Regions from separate parts of the Mus musculus genome. Here all the other regions are linked to region 5. A link is a contact called in public promoter capture Hi-C data. All regions are on one chromosome and are shown on one strand. Each heading gives the region's core, a stretch centred on a gene start, on an enhancer-like site or on the middle of the called end of the contact. The rest is flanking DNA. Distances are from core to core; before and after follow the strand shown. Region 1 holds the start of Dcaf17 (DDB1 and CUL4 associated factor 17). Region 2 holds the start of Gorasp2 (golgi reassembly stacking protein 2). Region 3 holds the start of Hnrnpa3 (heterogeneous nuclear ribonucleoprotein A3). Region 4 holds the start of Nfe2l2 (nuclear factor, erythroid derived 2, like 2). Region 5 holds the start of Cir1 (corepressor interacting with RBPJ, 1).

Evidence for each region. Promoter capture Hi-C pulls out the DNA fragments that hold promoters and counts their contacts. Capture Hi-C pulls out chosen DNA fragments and counts their contacts.
Region 1: a contact with region 5 is called in a promoter capture Hi-C map of liver, with 4 times the contacts expected there. The contact joins the promoter of Dcaf17 here to the promoter of Cir1 in region 5. A contact is called at or near these places in 3 of 39 promoter capture datasets (liver and pre-B cells).
Region 2: a contact with region 5 is called in a promoter capture Hi-C map of liver, with 3 times the contacts expected there. The contact joins the promoter of Gorasp2 here to the promoter of Cir1 in region 5. A contact is called at or near these places in 1 of 39 promoter capture datasets (liver), 1 of 484 Hi-C or Micro-C datasets (CD4 T cells), 1 of 115 datasets of contacts at active chromatin or transcription factors (astrocytes) and 1 of 9 other capture datasets (liver).
Region 3: a promoter capture Hi-C map of adipose tissue shows a contact between it and region 5, with 2.7 times the contacts expected there. The contact joins the promoter of Hnrnpa3 here to the promoter of Cir1 in region 5. A contact is called at or near these places in 1 of 39 promoter capture datasets (pre-B cells) and 2 of 9 other capture datasets (adipose tissue and liver).
Region 4: a contact with region 5 is called in a promoter capture Hi-C map of pre-B cells, with 4 times the contacts expected there. The contact joins the promoter of Nfe2l2 here to the promoter of Cir1 in region 5. A contact is called at or near these places in 1 of 39 promoter capture datasets (pre-B cells) and 1 of 115 datasets of contacts at active chromatin or transcription factors (astrocytes).

The regions. Positions count from the first base shown.
Region 1 is chr2:71,054,299-71,057,592 of GRCm38.p6, forward strand. Dcaf17 (DDB1 and CUL4 associated factor 17) reads left to right here and starts at 1,446. Exons shown (of 14, transcript NM_001165980.1): 1 at 1,446-1,821; 2 at 2,197-2,300. The coding sequence starts at 1,696. It overlaps Mettl8 (methyltransferase like 8), which reads right to left and starts at 1,308. Exons shown (of 10, transcript NM_145524.3): 1 at 1,073-1,308.
Region 2 is chr2:70,660,113-70,663,589 of GRCm38.p6, forward strand. Gorasp2 (golgi reassembly stacking protein 2) reads left to right here and starts at 1,397. Exons shown (of 10, transcript NM_027352.4): 1 at 1,397-1,648. The coding sequence starts at 1,586.
Region 3 is chr2:75,657,569-75,660,830 of GRCm38.p6, forward strand. Hnrnpa3 (heterogeneous nuclear ribonucleoprotein A3) reads left to right here and starts at 1,691. Exons shown (of 11, transcript NM_053263.1): 1 at 1,691-1,755. The coding sequence starts at 1,750. It overlaps Gm39859 (predicted gene, 39859), which reads right to left and starts at 1,369. Exons shown (of 3, transcript NR_166143.1): 1 at 1,222-1,369; 2 at 651-740.
Region 4 is chr2:75,703,380-75,707,035 of GRCm38.p6, forward strand. Nfe2l2 (nuclear factor, erythroid derived 2, like 2) reads right to left here and starts at 1,284. Exons shown (of 5, transcript NM_010902.4): 1 at 985-1,284. The coding sequence starts at 1,029. E030042O20Rik (a long non-coding RNA gene) reads left to right here and starts at 3,506. Exons shown (of 2, transcript XR_003953858.1): 1 at 3,506-3,656.
Region 5 is chr2:73,311,046-73,314,669 of GRCm38.p6, forward strand. Cir1 (corepressor interacting with RBPJ, 1) reads right to left here and starts at 1,547. Exons shown (of 10, transcript NM_025854.3): 1 at 1,372-1,547. The coding sequence starts at 1,443. Scrn3 (secernin 3) reads left to right here and starts at 1,607. Exons shown (of 8, transcript NM_029022.1): 1 at 1,607-1,668.

The DNA of each region.
Region 1 (3,294 bases), core at 196-2,695, 2.3 Mb before region 5:
ATGTTAAAGTGAATGCGCGGAAGGTATGATCACAATATGCCCACTACTTGCTACTGTTTTTGTGGTAATAGTGGAGCATAGTGGCATCTTAGAAGTCATGTGAAAAACAAGCACAGAAACCAAAGCTCAGCCATGGTGGGAGAGCACAGAAAGACAAGAGCTGCGACAAGAAAGACAAAAAGGAAATGATGAGTGCAATTCAGCAATGATTTGCATTTCGCTTCAGCCAAAGAAAATCCAGCTATATTTTTCTGGGTTCCAGCATTTCAGTGACAGCTGCATTCATGAATGACCAAATTAACTATTGTGGAGCTTTCTAAAAATATACAAAGCACTCACTCCACCGTATGCTATAAGCAGGTCATGAAATATCAGGGGGGGAAAAAAAAAACCTCCAACAAAACAACCAAACAAACAAACAAAAAAGCCAGACCCCGAAGGAAATGCATCAAGGGTATAAGAGTTTTCCATTTAAAACAACAAAATGAAACGGCTAACGTTTGATCCAGCACATCCATCCTGTACTGTACTTCTGTCGATCAGAAAGCTGGTGTGCTTACTGACTTTTTCTTTAAGCACTTAAGATCACGGAGTGGCATGCCAAGTCTATTAAGTCTATGTGGGAGATGCAGACACCACACTAAAGGGGTTTACAATGAGGTTACGGGTCGCATTTGGTATACAGTTACGGAAATTTTTAGTATGTTAGTAATTTTGAACACGCAGGCTGAGCTAGTTCACAGAGAATGTTATTTTTTACTTAGAGAAGTCAACCTGGATTATCTTAGGCAGTTCAATAAGAATGCAAACATTTCATATTTTATTCCCTATAAGGGGGAAAAATGGAAGGAGGAAGAAAACACAGCAATTACCACAAAACCAGTCAGGGTCCCCGCTGGCCACACAAGGACGAGCCTTTGGGAAGGAGAAATTCAATCCTACTTTGATGGGAAAAACAGCAACTTTCACCACTAATTACCATACAAAAGCATAGTGGTTACACAACTAAATGTTGAAGTCAACCTCATCCACAACGTCCCAAGTGCGGCTGAGGGAAAGCCACGGGGCGTACCTTTGGAGGGTCCCACTGGCCACAACGCCCCTCTGGACGCGTGGCCAGAGCCTTGCAGGGCCAAAGGAGGGGTTGGCAGTCGTCCCACGACCAGGGCAGAAAGGGACTGCTTCCTGGGACACACAGGTGAAGCGACACCACCAGGTGGCTGCACAGCACCCACCAAAGCTATCCAGGTTTACCGCGTGCAGCCCGGAAGGCTACCCGACCCACTGCGCAGCCCTACGGCGCAGCCTATTAGGGCCAGGAGAGGCGGGCTAGGGGCAGGGAGGGGTGGGGCGGGGCCAGGCCAGCCCTCGCTCTGCCTGACGGGAATTGTAGTTCTGAAAAAGAAGCCATAGGGGCGGAAAAGGCCAAGGGGACTACATTTCCGGGAGAGGGAGTGGATACGGAGGGCCGCGAGGTGCAGCGTTAATCCCGAGAGCAGAAAGAAGGGCCAGGAAGGCGCCGTTGATTCTGTTCCTTTGCGTCAAATCCGTGTGTCGCTACCTCTTGATCTCTGCCCCGAGTCCCCAGCGCGGGGTCCCGCGTCAGCCTTCCTTTGAGGTTCGCAGGTGGCGGCTGCCACCCCTCGCGGAAGTGAGGGGCGCGCCCCTCCTGGGCCCTGCGGACCCCTAGTCTCCATGGGCCGGACCCGGAAGGCCAATGTGTGCCGCAGGCTGAGTCGCCGGGCTCTGGGCTTCTATGCACGCGACGCAGGCGTGGTGCAGAGGACGAACCTGGGCATCCTGCGGGCGCTGGTGTGCCAGGTGACGCCCGCCGAAGTCGGGGTGCCCGGGGTCCAACCTCCTGCCGGGCTGCAGTTTTTTACGCGCTCTGATACCCCTTTGAGGGTCTTACGTGGGGAGGGGCATCCGTGTCCCGCAATTAGGGTATTAGAAAATAGGTACTCAGGTCCGCCGCCTGGCGTAGTTTTTAAAAAGCTTCTTTTGCCTTCCTGCAAACAATCGATTCAAAACTTGGGCATCCAACTAAACCGACATCTATGGGCAGAGGGAGAAAAAAAAAAAAAAAAAAGGAGAAACAATGTACTTTAAAACTGTAGATTTCAACTACCCACCGAAAATGGTTCCATAGCAGGGGACTGAGTTCTTTCCTAAACTGAAATTCTTTGTGTCTTTCAGGAGAGTACTAAATTTAAGAATGTTTGGACAACTCATTCCAAGTCACCTATAGCCTATGAGAGAGGAAGAATATATTTTGACAATTACCGGTGCTGTGTCAGCAGGTAAATTCTTGGTGATGATTTTTTTTTTTTTTTGCTATAATCCACCTGACCCTAGTTTTTATAGAACCACGTGGCTTCTTTAGTACTTAGTGAAATTGGAAGATGAAAAAAAAAAAAAAAATGAGTCCATAATAAAACTAGGTGGAAAATGCATGTGATCTTAAAAACTCGTTAAGTCTAAAGTTTCGGACTTCATCTTTGTAAATACTTTTATTTCACACAAAATTATAGCACAGGCAAAATAATACGTTTCTCAGCACAGTTTGCTGTTTTATACCCATTTAAAGATCAGAGTCCAGAAAATGGGTTGTGAAATAATTAGATGCTGCTTAGGAGACAGGCATTTTGTTTTAGAAGTACTTTTTTTTTTTTCCCAAGAGAAAAAAAATGTTCAAACAAAAGTATAGTATTTGTAGATAAATAGTATTTAACAGCCAGCCTCCATCCATTCAAGGTCAGACTGAAGAGAACGACACAGTGAATTGATGCTTCCATGCCCGTCACCTGGATTAAGGGATTATGGAATTGCCGCTCTTTATCTTTCACTTTGCATCTGTAAGAATTATGGGCATTTTTCTGTGTGCCAAGCTTCAGTGGTGTTGTTCCTCCGGAGCAAATCACCTTGTTGAGATAGGTTCTCCTTTCACTGGACTGGGAAGCTAGAATACCTGTAGACAGCCTGGTCAGCAAGTGCTATGAATTTGCCTGTCTCCACCTCCACAACTCTAGGAAAACCATGAGTATTGGGGATCTAAATTCCGGTCCTCATGCTTGCAGGGCACCAGCTGGAACTATCTCAGAAGTGATTAATAACGCCTAAGTTCTTTTCTTGTGGGATCAGAAACTGGAAGTCAGAGAGACTAGTGATTTTTGAGGTTTGCCTTGACTCCAGGAGGTATCTTTTTTTTTTTTTTTTTTTTTTGGTTCTTTGGCAAATCGCCCAACCTACAATTTATTAGCCTTTAGTGCTGGTGAATCTACCCATGTCCCTCGA
Region 2 (3,477 bases), core at 147-2,646, 2.7 Mb before region 5:
AGTCAGGAGAACACAGCAAGATCCCAGCTCTCTCTCTCTCTCTCTCTCTCTCTCTCTCTCTCTCTCTCTCTCTGTGTGTGTGTGTGTGTGTGTGTGTGTGTGTGTGTGTGTCTACACTGAGGCTGGAAGAGGGTGCTAGATCCCTTCGAGCTGAAGCTATAAGCATTATAGACAGTCTATTGTCGGTGCTGGGATCTGAATTCCCATTGACATGACTGAGCAGCCAACACTTTTAACCCGTAAGCCTCCTTCCTCTTCAGCCCTAGGAATTTTTTCAGATTGGCCTTCTGTTAGCTTTTTGTCAATGACAAAAAAACGACTTAAAGGAGAAAGAAAGATTTGTTTGGCTTGTAGTTTCAGTCCATAGCTGTTGGCTCCATTATTTTGGCAAAGCTGTTCATCTCGGGGCAGCTGTGAGGCAAAGAGAGAAAGTAAGCGGCAGGGTTCTACTCCCTACTTTAAGGACAGACTCCAACTTCCTTCTACAAGGTCCATCCCTTCAAGGTTCCTCCACCTCCACAGGCTAGGGACTATGAAACCTCTGGGCTTCACTCCAGATCCCAATGCAAGCTCTTCCTGGTATTTCTTAGTTTTGTCTATGGGTATCTCTTTCAGTCCAGTCTTCTTAATTTCATATGATTCTGATTCCATATGGCGAACTGGTCAGCTGTCGGGAAGAAAGGTCCCCGTACTGTATTCCCCTGGCTCTTTAGAGCACCACTCATTTGCTCCTCTACCTATCCTTTAAACTAGACTATCTAACTGGTGGCGTGTTGGGTTAACTATGAAAAACCATTTGGGACTAGAATACTTCAGAACCCTTAATAATAGCTCACACTGCAAAACACCAAAGACAGTCAACACCTGGATGGGACACCATTACTGAAAGTCAAACTATAGCATGGGGAGGAGACGGGGCAGGGAACACTGAGAGGGGTGCAGTGGGGCAACAGGCAAAATTCCAAGGAAATCCAACCCCTGCCCCTCGCTCCTGCGTAGCTCCGTAGTGTTCTATCAGGACGAGAAGAAAAACAACAAAACAGTAACCGCTTTTATTTCAGGGAACACTGCTCTTTATAAACGTGAGCTGAGAATACCTGATATTCCAACCCCAGAAAGGCACTGTGAACTATCCTCAGGTATACAATCTTATTAAACAAGACCTAAAACAAAGCAAGCGCCAGGCGTGCTCGGCATCTGCTCCCTTCCTCTCTGGCCTCTGGTCACCAGGAGGCGCTGCGACCAAATACCCTTCTGCGAAGGTAGAAACGCGCCGAGATAAGTCTTGTCTGCTCCGGGGCCCCGTAGCGAGCCGTCGCGTTCCGGGCTGTCTTTCCGCTTTCTCGCGCTCCCTGCCTCCGCCCGCTGCGCTCTTCCGATCGTTCCCTCCGGCTCCCGTCAGGGGGCGCTGTCTGCGGCGTGGCAGCGGCCGTGGCTGCCGGGCGACGATCTCCCGGCGGGCTGTGCGGCCCGGCTCGGGCTGCTGCAAGTGCCACGTCCCAAGAGCTACGCGGAGTCGCCAAGCGGGCGGTGCGCGAGGCGGAGCAGCGCTGAGCCGGCCGGGTCGTACGGATCGCCCGCCGCCATGGGCTCCTCGCAGAGCGTCGAGATCCCGGGCGGCGGCACCGAGGGCTACCACGTTTTGCGGGTAAGGCCCGGGGGGACGCCGGGGCGGCCAGGCCCGAGTCCGCGGAGCACCCTGGGCGCGGCTGCCGGCGACGTGGCCCGGGACCCACCACCCTGGCTCCTGGCCCTCCGCACGGCCTCGCCGCGCACTGGCCTGAGCTTCAGAGTTAGGAAGAGCAAGGGGCGCCGCCTCCAGAAGGAGCCGGAACCCGTACCTGTGTTCTCGGGGAGGGTGACGGAGCCACAGGCTAAGCGGAGATGTCACGACCGGTGTCGGTTCATCTCGGCTACCCCTGGATGCTTGCAAGGGCCACCTGGACAGGGAAAGGAGCACGAACGGCCTCGGGCTAGATTTGACAGACTTAAATTTAGTTGATTTTTGATAGGACTTTTCCGTTCCGGGTCGCTCCTGACCCTTCCAGATCTCTCCAACATTTCCTGGAGGAGAGGAACTTCCGTTCTTCTTTCTAAGATGAAATAGTCGGGGAGATTGAGGTTTAGGTCCGCGGAGGAGAGTTTCCAAAATAGCCAGGCTTGATGAGGAAACGCAGCGCCAGACACCAGGGGTCAAAGACACATCCGCCTGTGAACGGTCCTTTCCTCGTGGAACCAGGAATGTGGTGACACCTGTGTGAGTGCTAACATGGGCTGTGAACAGAGTGGCCTCAGTCTGCATCGCCATTTAGGGACAATCTTCTCTGAGAGTGTGCTTGCTTACCTTCATTTTCTGCCCTGGGTCGCATGTTCTGAATGAGATAACGTTTTAAAATAGCCCAGATACCTGAACGATAGGACTGTGATTGGTCACCTGGTTGTCGGGATTGTGGTTGTCTCTCCATTCCACTCAAAAGAGACTTTTGAAGCCCTTGTTTTTCCAGGGTGTTTCTTCATATGCCATATTACTTTCCTATTTCCTTCAGCTAACCAAACTCCTAAATCCCACACTAATAGGAAACACAGGAGAAAGAACTGCTTCATCCCGGGTTCGTAGGAAAATTAATGGCGATGCTTTTTCATCTGGTCTGATTCTGAGTTGACTCATGTGAGGTGTATTATCCTGTTACTTGCAGATTCTGAGTGTGGCCATGAACCCTTAGGGAGCTGCAGTATTTTTATTATAATAAACACCCAGGGAAACCTAGTAAGACACATTAGTGTTAATGAGTAGGAAAAAAAAATAGTCTTTAGGGTCTTAGATGGATCTTCATGTCAACAGAACTTCAGTTTAATGAGCTCATTCCTATGGAAGACAGTTGAAGTATGTCGTCTTCATAGGTGTGCTTCGGAGGATTTCTGAGTGCACACATAGTTAGTACAGGTGTGTTATTACTCTCTTCCTTGAGCTTTAGAAATAGTAGGGGCAGCCCCAGTTACCAGTCTGCATCTGGAGCACAAATGTTACAAAATATGAAATCATTGTATAGAGGGTATAAACCAAGGGAGCTTTAGTGATTATGTCATGAAAGCAAATGTTTTTAAGTTTTTAACCCTCTCTCTCCCTGATTTTGCCACTCATTGCCTTACCTCTGTTTTCAGAGAGAAAAAAAGAGTTCTCTCCCTCCTATCCGTTGCTTCCTAAGGCATGGTGGTACGTCCCACTACAGACCCCGATCTTGTGAGCCAATGTGTCTATAGCAGGAAACTTTTGAGATAAACTCACCCATGTTTGAACTGATGTAATTTCACTTTCTGTGGTAACTACCAGTTTGCTGGCCGTTCACTTGTTAGTGGTAAAAACACTATTTGCTCTTCTGATGCCCGTATCTGCTGCTATCTTACAGGAATCCACATAATCAAGTAAACTTGGAGAGATTATTTTCAGTACTTACTGCTCAGCTCTGCTTTACAATC
Region 3 (3,262 bases), core at 441-2,940, 2.3 Mb after region 5:
TGACTGCTGGGATTAAAGGTGTGTGCCACCATCTGAATCCATTTCTCATCTTTCACTGGGAGAGACAGATAAATTGCAAAGGAGTTTGCTATGCAGAATGTTAAAATATGCAATTTGTTGCAGGAAAAGAAGGCTTGTCAATTGTGCTTTTTTTCTTACCCTCAATAACTTTATTTAAATGAGATCTGCAGATTTTTTTTTTCTTTTGAGACAGGGTCTCACTCTATAGCACTGGCTCCCTGAAACTCCACATAGCCAGCTAGAGAGGCATGGGCCTCTGCCTTCAGAGTAGCCTAGAGGTGACACATACCACGACTAGCAAATCTGTAGACTTTTAATTTACAGTTGTTATTGTGAGAAGGCTAGGCTAAGTCCACGACAGGCTTCAAATTAGCAGCTAAGGAGACGAGGTCTAAAAACCCAGGCTTCAGGCAGCTAATTAGAAACTGCCCCACCACCTGGCCTGAAACAAGGACAATGGGTCAGCAGTTCCCAGCCAGCCCCCACGCCCCAGTAATGGAATGTCCTTCGAGATAGCATAAGACACAGCCTACCACCCCCCACCCCAGATTCCTCAGCCAGTTTCCAGGCACCATACCCTAGTATGGTTCTGGAATACCTAGAGACAGAGTAAGACAAAGCCCACCTACCCCAGGATTCCACTAAGGTGCTTTAAATTGGTCCTGCGGGCTCACTTCAGGCTCTATCTTGGTAACGGGAGACCCCAGCATGCTGGACTTCTACAGAATAAAAACAGTGTTTGCGTTTACATACTATTAGAATCCGGGGTATCATTCTTCGTTACAGTGGGTGTTTCGAGACTACCTAATCCTATGTTTGCTTTTATTTGATTAAAAACCCAAATCGTTCCAAATCCCTTTGCTAAGCAAATAAACGATTCGACTTATTTCGTTCATATACTGCACACTAAAACTCGAAACTGATGACCACTTTAAATAAGAAACAAATCTCTAGCCAACAGGTAGAGGGCCTATATGGCCAGAAGCCTTTTGGAAACGTTGGAAATCGTTCCATTCTCTCAATTCTATACCCAAGTGGCTCTGCTTCTTCCTCCCAGACTGTCTTAATTTGTAAATGTGCAAGCTGCTAAGGTGAAAACCGCAGTAACTCAGCCGCGTTTTGCGGTCCGTGAGACGTGCCCCGACTGCGACTTGCAGTGTGGGTCTCCCAGGAAGGCGGCGCAGTCACATTTTTCCAAACCTGGGCTCTCGACATTTAGAAAGCCGCGAGGGAGGCGAAGATGGTCAACTGGCTTTCTTACAACCTTAAGTCTCAAGTCAGAAAAGCGTGACTTTCCATTTGGCTCTGGAATGGAGGTGAACTCGGAAATGGAGACCCGCAGGCGCGCGGGGGAGGGGCGAGAGGGGCCAGAAGAAAGGGAAAGGCCTTTCTCTAAGCTGACGCGCGGTCACGCGGCTTTCTCCCGACGTGGGCTCTCGCCATTGGTCGAGCTGCCGCTGACGTAAGCGTCGCTGCCGGGCGCGAACCGCGGCGAAGGCGGCGCTGCGTTGGAAGTTGGCGAGGCGCGCGCGCTCCCGCCGGCGGCCCAATCCCCGCTCTCCACCCTCGGCCCGCCAACGCGGTGGACCAGTCGCGCTCCGCTTTCTCATGACTCCGCCCCCAGTGGGCGGGCGGCGCGCGGATAGCACATCACGTGGTGACTGGCCCCGCCTCTTCCTCTCGGTCCCATATTGAACTCGAGTTGGAAGAGGCGAGTCCGGTCTCAAAATGGAGGTAAAACCGCCGCCCGGTCGCCCCCAGCCTGACTCCGGCCGTCGCCGCCGCCGCCGGGGGGAGGAGGTATTAGGGGGAGAGCGGGGGGTTGCTGGGTAGTTGCCGGCATGGGGGGGCTTTGGCTCGATGGGAGTGGGGAGGCCGGGGAGACCGGGACGATCGTCCCGCGCTTTGCGCTGAGGGCGGTGGGAGGGGGAGGGGAGCGGGCCGGGTGGCCTCCTCCGGGCCCTCCGTCGGCCTGGTCCTCTCGGTCGGCCGCACCGGCAGCCCTCGAAGACGCGGCGGGGCCGGGGAGTGGCTCGGCAGCCGGGCGAGGATGCCCTCGGGCTGCGCGGCCTGACTTAGCGAGGCCGCGGGCGGCATGGCGGGCCTCCGCGGGAGCGGTTGGGAGGAGGCGGTGGGGGAGGGGAGGAGCACATCCGGGCGAGCGAGCAGGCGGGCGGCGGCCGCATTGACATTGATCCGCCGCCGCCGCGTTACGAAATGGCGCAGTGGCCCGCAATGGCCGCCGCCTGGCTACGCCGCCAAGAAGGAGTGCGCGGGGATTGGAGGGGACGGCGGGAGGCGGCCCGGCGTTTCTGCCGCAGATGGCCTCCAGGCTCCGGGCGCGGTGCTTTCCGCTGGGGTGCTCCCGACGTGGATCTAGGCCTTGGCGGGCCTTCTGGGTGATGACAATCCGCGCAATACTCGGGCCGGATTTTCTCAGCGCTCATTTGGGGATACATTACTGAAAAGCTTGCTGCTTTAAGGTGCTTCCTAACCCGCTGCTTGTGCTCAAGTATTTGGAATGAGAGTATTTACAGCGTCCTGTGGTTGAAGTCTTAACCATTTCGGGGGTTTGAGTGTAGATGTGTTTACTTGGAGCTTAATATTTTTATTGATCTAATTTCTCATACTTCGGATTGGCCCGGATTTTGGTTTTCCTGGATTTTGGTTTTAGAGAACTGCGACCACACTAGAAAATACCACGATTACGAGAATTTTGTGTGTATAGAGATGCTTTTTGTGTATTGTCAAATTCATTTATGCGAGGCTTGAATAAAGGGGTTTTACGTGAATTTGGGTAGTTGGGTTTCTGGTATGTGGCTGTCTGCATATTGAATGTTCTAACTAATATTTCCAGAAGATGGAAGAAAGTGAGCCCCCTTTAAGGGCTTGTGTTGAATTGTCTTAATGCGTTCATTAAAAGCGGTTCACTCGAAAGTAAAATCTTCAAAAAGAAAACCACAGGCTAGATATTTTCTAAGTCTCTCAGTTACGGTTTTGTTTCTAATTCCTCTGGTCAGGCGGTATATGCTATACCTTGTAAATCCAAATTACACGCTTGTGAATGTAAGGATCGCATTCGAAATAACTTGAAACTATATGATGTAAGTGGGTATAACCAAGGTAAATTGATTACAGAAAGCTAAGTAGTGGAACCAGGTGTGAATGGTGCGTGCACACCTGTTACCCTAGTATTTGAAAGGCTAAGGTAGGACTGCCTCAAGTTCAAGGCTAGCTTAGC
Region 4 (3,656 bases), core at 34-2,533, 2.4 Mb after region 5:
TACATTTTGGTATTACAACTCTGTAATGCTAAATCCAAAGACAAAGCCGCCCAGGGGAAAATAACAATTGCGCAACTGATCAACAGCTCCAACTTGTCCCTTGGCCCCAGAGCAGCGAGGTTTGCACGCTATAGAGCAGGAAAGGGCCAACCGAGGGCCTCTGTGACTGCCAACTGGCCGATGTAAGCCAGCCAGAAGCCACAGCCTCGCACACTACGTGGGGCCCCGCGGGTCACCATACTCAGAACACACAGCCCAGCATGGGGCCCACTCGGACCTCGGAGCCCGCCGCCCAGGTCTGCACGTCCTTGCGCCCGGCGCGAGGCCATTCCCGGGTTCCCAGGCTGAAGGAGCGTGCGGAGCCCTGCCGGCAGGCCGCCCGTCGGGGCGCCAGAGCACGAGGGCCACCCGGTGACTTTCTCCTCCGCCCCCGGAGGGCTGGGCTTTTCTGGATCAAGACGGACAGGCGTGATCTTACAGACCAGCTCTCGGGCTGAGGCCGTAGACGGCCGAGCTCACCAAGTCGTAGAACGGGGGTTGGGGAGGGCTTCGGGCGGACGCCGAGGAGAGACCTCAGCTCCCCCGAGCGCGGCCCCGTGACTAGGCACATTTTTACCGGCACCGAATCAGGGAAACTACGCTGCCCCGGAAAAGGCCGGGCGGCGCCGGTTTAGACCGCCAGCATCCACCCCCCTCCCGCCTCTGCGCCTCCCACCCAGCGAGGTGGTGGTGTCTCTGCCTGGCCCCACGAAGTCAGAGCTTCCTCCACACCCCAACCTCGCCGCCCCTGGAGACCTCAGGCTCGGACCCCACTCTCGTCGCGGCCCCAACATCCTCCGTTGCCCTCCCAGCTCGGCGGGGCAGTTCCCAGGCCCTGCCGTCGTAGTCCTGGCTCAGACTGTCCCTCCCTCCCGGAGCCACTATCCCCTCGAGCTCCTGCCGGCTTCTTGGCACAGCCCAGGGGCCCGAAGGTTGGGGCAGCACCTGCTGGGACTGTAGTCCTGGCGGTGGCAACTCCAAGTCCATCATGCTGAGGGCGGACGCTGTGGTAGGGCTCCCCGACGGCGAGGCTACTTGCAGCAGAGGTGAGGCGGCGGCAATGGCTAGTCCGAGCAGCGGAGAACTAGGAGATAGCCTGCTCGCTGGAGTGGCAGGCCAGCCTTAGTCCGCCCCGCCCCCGCCCCCTGGGGGCGGAACAAGGACCTAGGGACGGGACAAGAACTTAGAGGCGGAGAAAAGGCTAGGGCAAGAGGCAAGGGCCAGAGGCAGGACAAGGGCATGGAGGCGGGGTAAGGGGCGGGGCAAGAGCTTGGAATCGCGTACAGGGGCAGGGCAAGGACCCGAGGGCCCCCCGCAAAGGCCTAGGGCGGGGCAAGGGGAGGGGGGGACAAGACGGGGGCCAGTGGAAGGAGCAAGAGCCCGAGGGCGGGGCATGGACCTGAGTGCTTCCGGCCGGAGTTCCCGCGTTCCCCTCGACCCCCCACTGTTGATCCTCCTCTCGCTGTCCGGGGCATGGCGGAGTCAGGTGGGCTGAAGTCGCACGGGGGGCGGAGCGCGAGCAGGAGGCCTTCGGCCCCCCCAGTCCTCTGTAGGACAGCACCCCCTTGCTAGAGATTAGCAGCTGTTTGCCGAAGGTCGCTCCAGCCCTGGCTCTTTGAAGCAGTTTAAACAGTTGGTGCAAGCACACCGGGAGCCCCGGCCCGTGCGCTGCTATCGGAGCTGCCACTCCCTGATTTGGACCTGCAGAACCTTGCCCGCTTTATCTCGCTCCACCGGCTGACTGTGGCGCCAGTTTCGGGGTTAGGGCTCTGAGCTGGGACCCGGACTTTGCAAGAGGCCAACTGCCCTCTGGCCCCAGGTCCCATTCAGTTGCTGGTGCTCAAACACCTCTGCCCCAGGGAGATGGATGAGTCCACGCTGCAAACTCGTGCTCGCTTACTCGAAGGCCCTCCACTTCTCCCACGTGCCCTGGGCTCGGGGCCCAAGCGGTCACTCAGTATCACTTCATCCACCCAGAGCCCAGCAAGCGGGCACAGCTCTAACAGAATCACCGAAGTGGATTCTAAGACTCTCAGGGTTCCTTTACACGTACTTACTCTATTTGGGAATTTTGAGGTATGATCTCATAAGGCCCCACCTCTCAAGCTGTTTTTAGAGCAGCGTTTCTCAACCGTCGTAATGCAGCGACCCTTTAATATAGTTCGTGTTGTGGTGACCTCCAACTAGAAAAGTATTTTTGCTGCTACTTCATAACTAATTTTGTTGCTATAAATTGTAATGTAAGTATCGGATGTGCAAAATATCTGAGATGCTTGGGGTGGCTCTCCACAGGCTGAGAACTGTACCATAGACTCTGCCACTTGGGTTTGGTGGTGGTGGTGGTGGTAGTGACTGTTTTCACAACGTTCATTCCCAAACATACTTCTTTAACTGCCCCCGAAAAAAAATCCAATTTCTAAAATAGTTATATGGGCTTAGAAAAAAAATCGAGGGATGTTTTAATGTGTTAATAGTTGAAAACCCAGAGTATTTTTATCTTTCTCTTTGTTGTTTTAAGTATGTTTGAACACAAATATCTTCTTTTGAATTTTTTTTTTTTTTTTTGGTTTTTTAAGACAGGGTTTTTCTGTGTAGCCCTGGCTGTCCTGACACTCACTCTGTAGACCAGGCTGGCCTAGAACTCAGAAATCTGCCTGCCTCTGCCTCCCAAGTGCTGGGGCTAAAGGTTTGCGCCACCACTGCCTGGCTTGAAATGTATTTTAAAAACCACTACCCTATTATGGGCCTGGGGTCAGTTAGAGATTCAACAATCTGACAAAGAAAGGTCTCTTACTCAGATCCTAGCGCTAGGTCTCCAGCTGAGACTCAGGACTTCTGAATGCAATGCTCAGCCATTTGTTCTCTCACAAACAGAATGCAAACAGAATCTCCTTCTCCAGCAAAACAGAAACAGCAGTAAAAAAAATTTAACCCTTAACGGCCCTTAACATTTGGAGGTCTAATTTTGCTTTATAGTTCTCTGGAGCACCGAAAATTTAAACTTTTAAACATAAAGTTAGCCAACAACATAATATTTCATAGTATTAATGCTGCAGGGGCCAACCTCTGTCGGCAGGAGAGCTAAGGGCCTTGTGACAACTGAAAGCAGAGTTACTAGCCAGGAAGAACCTGAGAAAGGAAATGGGAGGCTTTTACTTCCTCCTTGTAGGGCCTTTTCCCTCTCTCTGTGATGCCAAACCAAACTGAATAGTTTGCTTAGTAGTTTGCGTAGAAGCAGCACGTTTCCCCAAGGTCATACAGTAATCTCTGTGTTGTGCATAAAGCAGATCAAGTGCCCTACCATGCTGTTGGAGTACCTCGGTTAATGAATCGACCTGTTCTTCTAATTTTACAGTAGACTTTTCTAATGCAAATAAATCCTGGGTTATCTGACATCTTACATTTTTGTAAATGACACCAAGCCATTGTTGTAGCTGTTGCCGGAAGAATGGCTGCCAACTGTTAGAAGGGCAGCTGACAATCCTAAGTTTTCTATGAGGGATAGAAGGGGAGGAACTGCATTTTTCTGCTCCAGGGGGCTGGAGAGATTTGCAAAAACAAGTACTCTCTCCATGCCACACTGTCGCATACAAACATCTGAGGAATACTAGAGACAA
Region 5 (3,624 bases), core at 297-2,796:
GCCCATGTCCATAATCCTAGAACTCAAGAGGCTGAGGTAGGACTACTAAGTATTCCAGACCAGTCAGAACTACACAGTAAGACCCCAACCAAAACAGAAAAATTACCGTGTATCTCAAGCTTTAGACTGTACAGTTATTTTCATTAGTCTCGACTGCTCAAGACTCAATTCCAGTAACTGAATTAAAAATAAGATGCAGCTCCATTGTCAAAGTGCTCACAATGCTTCTCCTGCATATTATAAACTACTTTATGACCTAGGAGAAGTGGTAGTTGATTGCAGTGGCTTCCACCTGTAATCCCAGCATGCGGGGGTGGGGGTTGGGGGTGGGGGCAGGGGGTTGGAGGCAGAAGGACAAGGAGTTCAGGGCTATCCTCCCTAGACAGCAAGTTTGAAGCCAGCTTAGACTGCAGGAGATCCCACCTCAAATAGAGGCTATGAAACACATAAAGAAATACACTCGTGGGGATTAGGAGTACTACAAAATAAACAGAACAAGACTTTTGGGGTCAAGGAGTAAGGCTGAGATCTGGCAAGCCCTCCCCACTCCCAAGGGACTTAAAAACCTAAGTAACTATATTTGCAGATAACCAGTGTTAGCATTTCTTGCACTTTCTTCCACAGATATCCTAATGTACATGCATGCTAATATATACATTCTTTAGATGTATGGTAATATACAGGACCCACAACTGGTTTGGAAACAAAAGCGAAATATATTCTCATAAGTTTGTGTACTTTTGAGTACTTGAGTACTTTTCTTAACACACAGTGCTAAGCCTTCATTTCGAGTTTCTAGTCATTGGCCATACTATCTCATCTAATCTCCCTAAAATTTTTACAAACTAGGGCAACTGACACTGATAATTCTTGATCAACAGTGTACGAGGCTAATGCTCACATCATTGACTATTTTGTGCGAGGCCTCAGGGCTACATGTAACTGTACTGAACTAAGAATCCAAAGCCCAAGCACTCTCCCGTCGCCATTCTTTGGCGCTGTAATTCTCGCCACGGCCCTTCTGTGTCCAGCAACTGGTTGCCCTGTGATTGTTTAAAACGCTCAACTTGAACGCAGCCATCAGAAACACACTACGGGATGGAGAGTGAGCAGAGGGAGGATTTCTGCCAGAAGATCTCCGTTAAGCAGGAGTCTCGACCCAGAGCAGAGTTCACCGGCTTGGGGCTGTAGGAGACGGATCCTGAACGGACAGTGTTATCAAACCATGCGTGGGTCTCCCCACTGACTGACAGGCGGGACTTGGGGGATCATTCCTGCAAGGGGGAAAGATCGACGACTCCAGCCGTGAGGAGGATACGACCCTCCCAGGGAGCTTAGCAATCTCTGCCCTCTCCGGATGCCTTTACTCACCTTCTTGATGTTGGATTTGGACGCAGGATGGAAGTCCTTCTTACACATGAAATTGGCGAATGACTTCCCCATCTTGGCGTCTGAGTCGGAGAAGCCAACCGCTAGGTCTTCTCGGAACGTAAACAAACTCCCGGAGCTTCACCGGAACTGCTAGGCAAGTTTGGGCGAGAACTTCCGAGGTCGGGAGGATGACTACTTCCGTGGTTTGACGCTTGGCACCGCCCCTCTTGCTCTCTTCCGGCAGTCGCTTCTGGTGGCTGCCGCGGCTTTGGCGGCGTCCGCGCGTGCGCAGCAGAGGTAAGCTTGGGGAACCCCCTGTGCGCGATGCTCGCTCTCTGCGGGGTCGCGAGCGGCGGCGGGCTCTGCTGCGTCAGCTTCGATCCGAGCGCGGTCAGCCCGAACAAGCGAGGTCTCGAGGTTCGAGCCCAGCACTTTCTGGCAACGCCGACTCCAGTTGCAAAAAAATTTTCTTTTGCCGCGCAGTTCCCATGTAGATTAAGTTGTCTCCCGGCAACTGTAGGACGTTTGTGAGCCTCGGAAGATTGGTGTTACCAAAAGCACGGGAATAGACTGTTAGAAGCTCAAGAACCTAGGCTCTTCCTTTCCAATTACTGTTAAGGTTTAATAATAATTATAATAATAATAATAATATTATTATTATTATTATTATCATTATGTATACCTCGCCATGTAGCATTGGTTGCCCTTGAACTAACAGATCCGTCTGCCTTTGCCTTCCCAGGCCTGGGATTAAAGGCCTGCGCCACTACACCCAGCTCCCTTCCGTTATTTCTAGCCATGCAGAAGTTTGCTCAGCAAACATCGTGAATGATGAGAACATGTTAGGGCCAACGACTTTCTCCCTGGGTGCGGGTTTCTTAGCTGTTGCCGCCATCCCAGTTTCGGGTAAGCAAGGCTTAGTCCACTGAGGATAGTCACTTAGTCTGGTGAGGATAAGAATGCCAAGGTACAACGGATGTCAGCTTTCATTTGGGTGTTGGCTGTGTGCCAGTTTTTTGTTTTTTTATCTTGTGTTATTCGTGGCGCGGTCCACGTAACGCTCAATCTTCAATTACAGGCATGCACCACCAAGCTGGGTTTTCACCTTCTAGGTGGTGTTTTAATAATTATTTACTTATTTATTTTAATACTGACGGGCCTGGAAAAAAGGAGAATTAATAGCCTGCCTAAATTATGTGTTGGAGTAGCTAACTTTGGAGCACAGTAAGCAGGAGATCAAGAAATTTAGAGGGGCGACACAAAAGAAAAACTGGTACGTCTTCCCATCTTTGAGATGGAGAAGACCCTTTACTTGTTCCATGGTGAACTTGTTTCTTGAGTCATTTTGAGACATAGGCTAGCTTTAAACTCTAGCTCATCCTGCCGAGTCCTGAGATTGCAGGTGGGCTATCATATCCTGCTTTGCTTTCCTTTCAATAAAACATTTATTGTATTTATATTTTTTATTTTGTTTTAAAATATTTAGGATGCTCCCATATAAAACTATGCTAAGAATTGGTTCTTCCTGTTTGTTTTTTTTCAGGGTTTCTCTGTGTAGCTCTGGGTGTCCTGGAACTCACTCTGTAGGCCAGGGTGGTCTGGAACTCAGAGATCTGCCTCTGCTTCCCAAGTGCTGGGATCAAAGGTGTGCACCACCACCCCCAGCATGATTTGGTTCTTATAAAAGAAGGGAACTGGGTTAGAGAGAGAGAACAATGGTTAAGATAGCTCAGTGCTTTCCCTGAAGACTTGAGTTCCGTTCCTAACACACAAGGTGGCCGTGCACGAAGCCTTACAACCTCTAACTCCAGCTCCAGGGGATTTGAGGCCCACTTCTAGCTTTCTCGGGCATCCCCATTCTTAGTGTAAACACACACACACACACACACACAAATAGTAAAAATAAACCTTTAAAAAGATAAATAATAGAAGTAAACTAAAACTATGTCTGTTCTGGAAGCAAAATAAAAATAGGAGATTTTGAATGGTTCTACAAACTGGAATTTAAGATTTTCCAGATCACAGAATCTGGAAAAGAGAATCCGTACGTCAGTTCTGTAGTCAGGATTTCTAAGTTACAAATGTGAACTTCCTGAAAACATGAAAGGTGGCTTTTTTTTTTTTTTTTTTTTAAGACACTACCCCTGGCTGTCCTGGAACACAGGGCTTGCCTCAAACTCAGAGATTCACCCATCTCTGCCTCCAAAAGTGAGATCTCCAAAGTACTGGGTCTGCTTCAAATTGTCTGTCTTT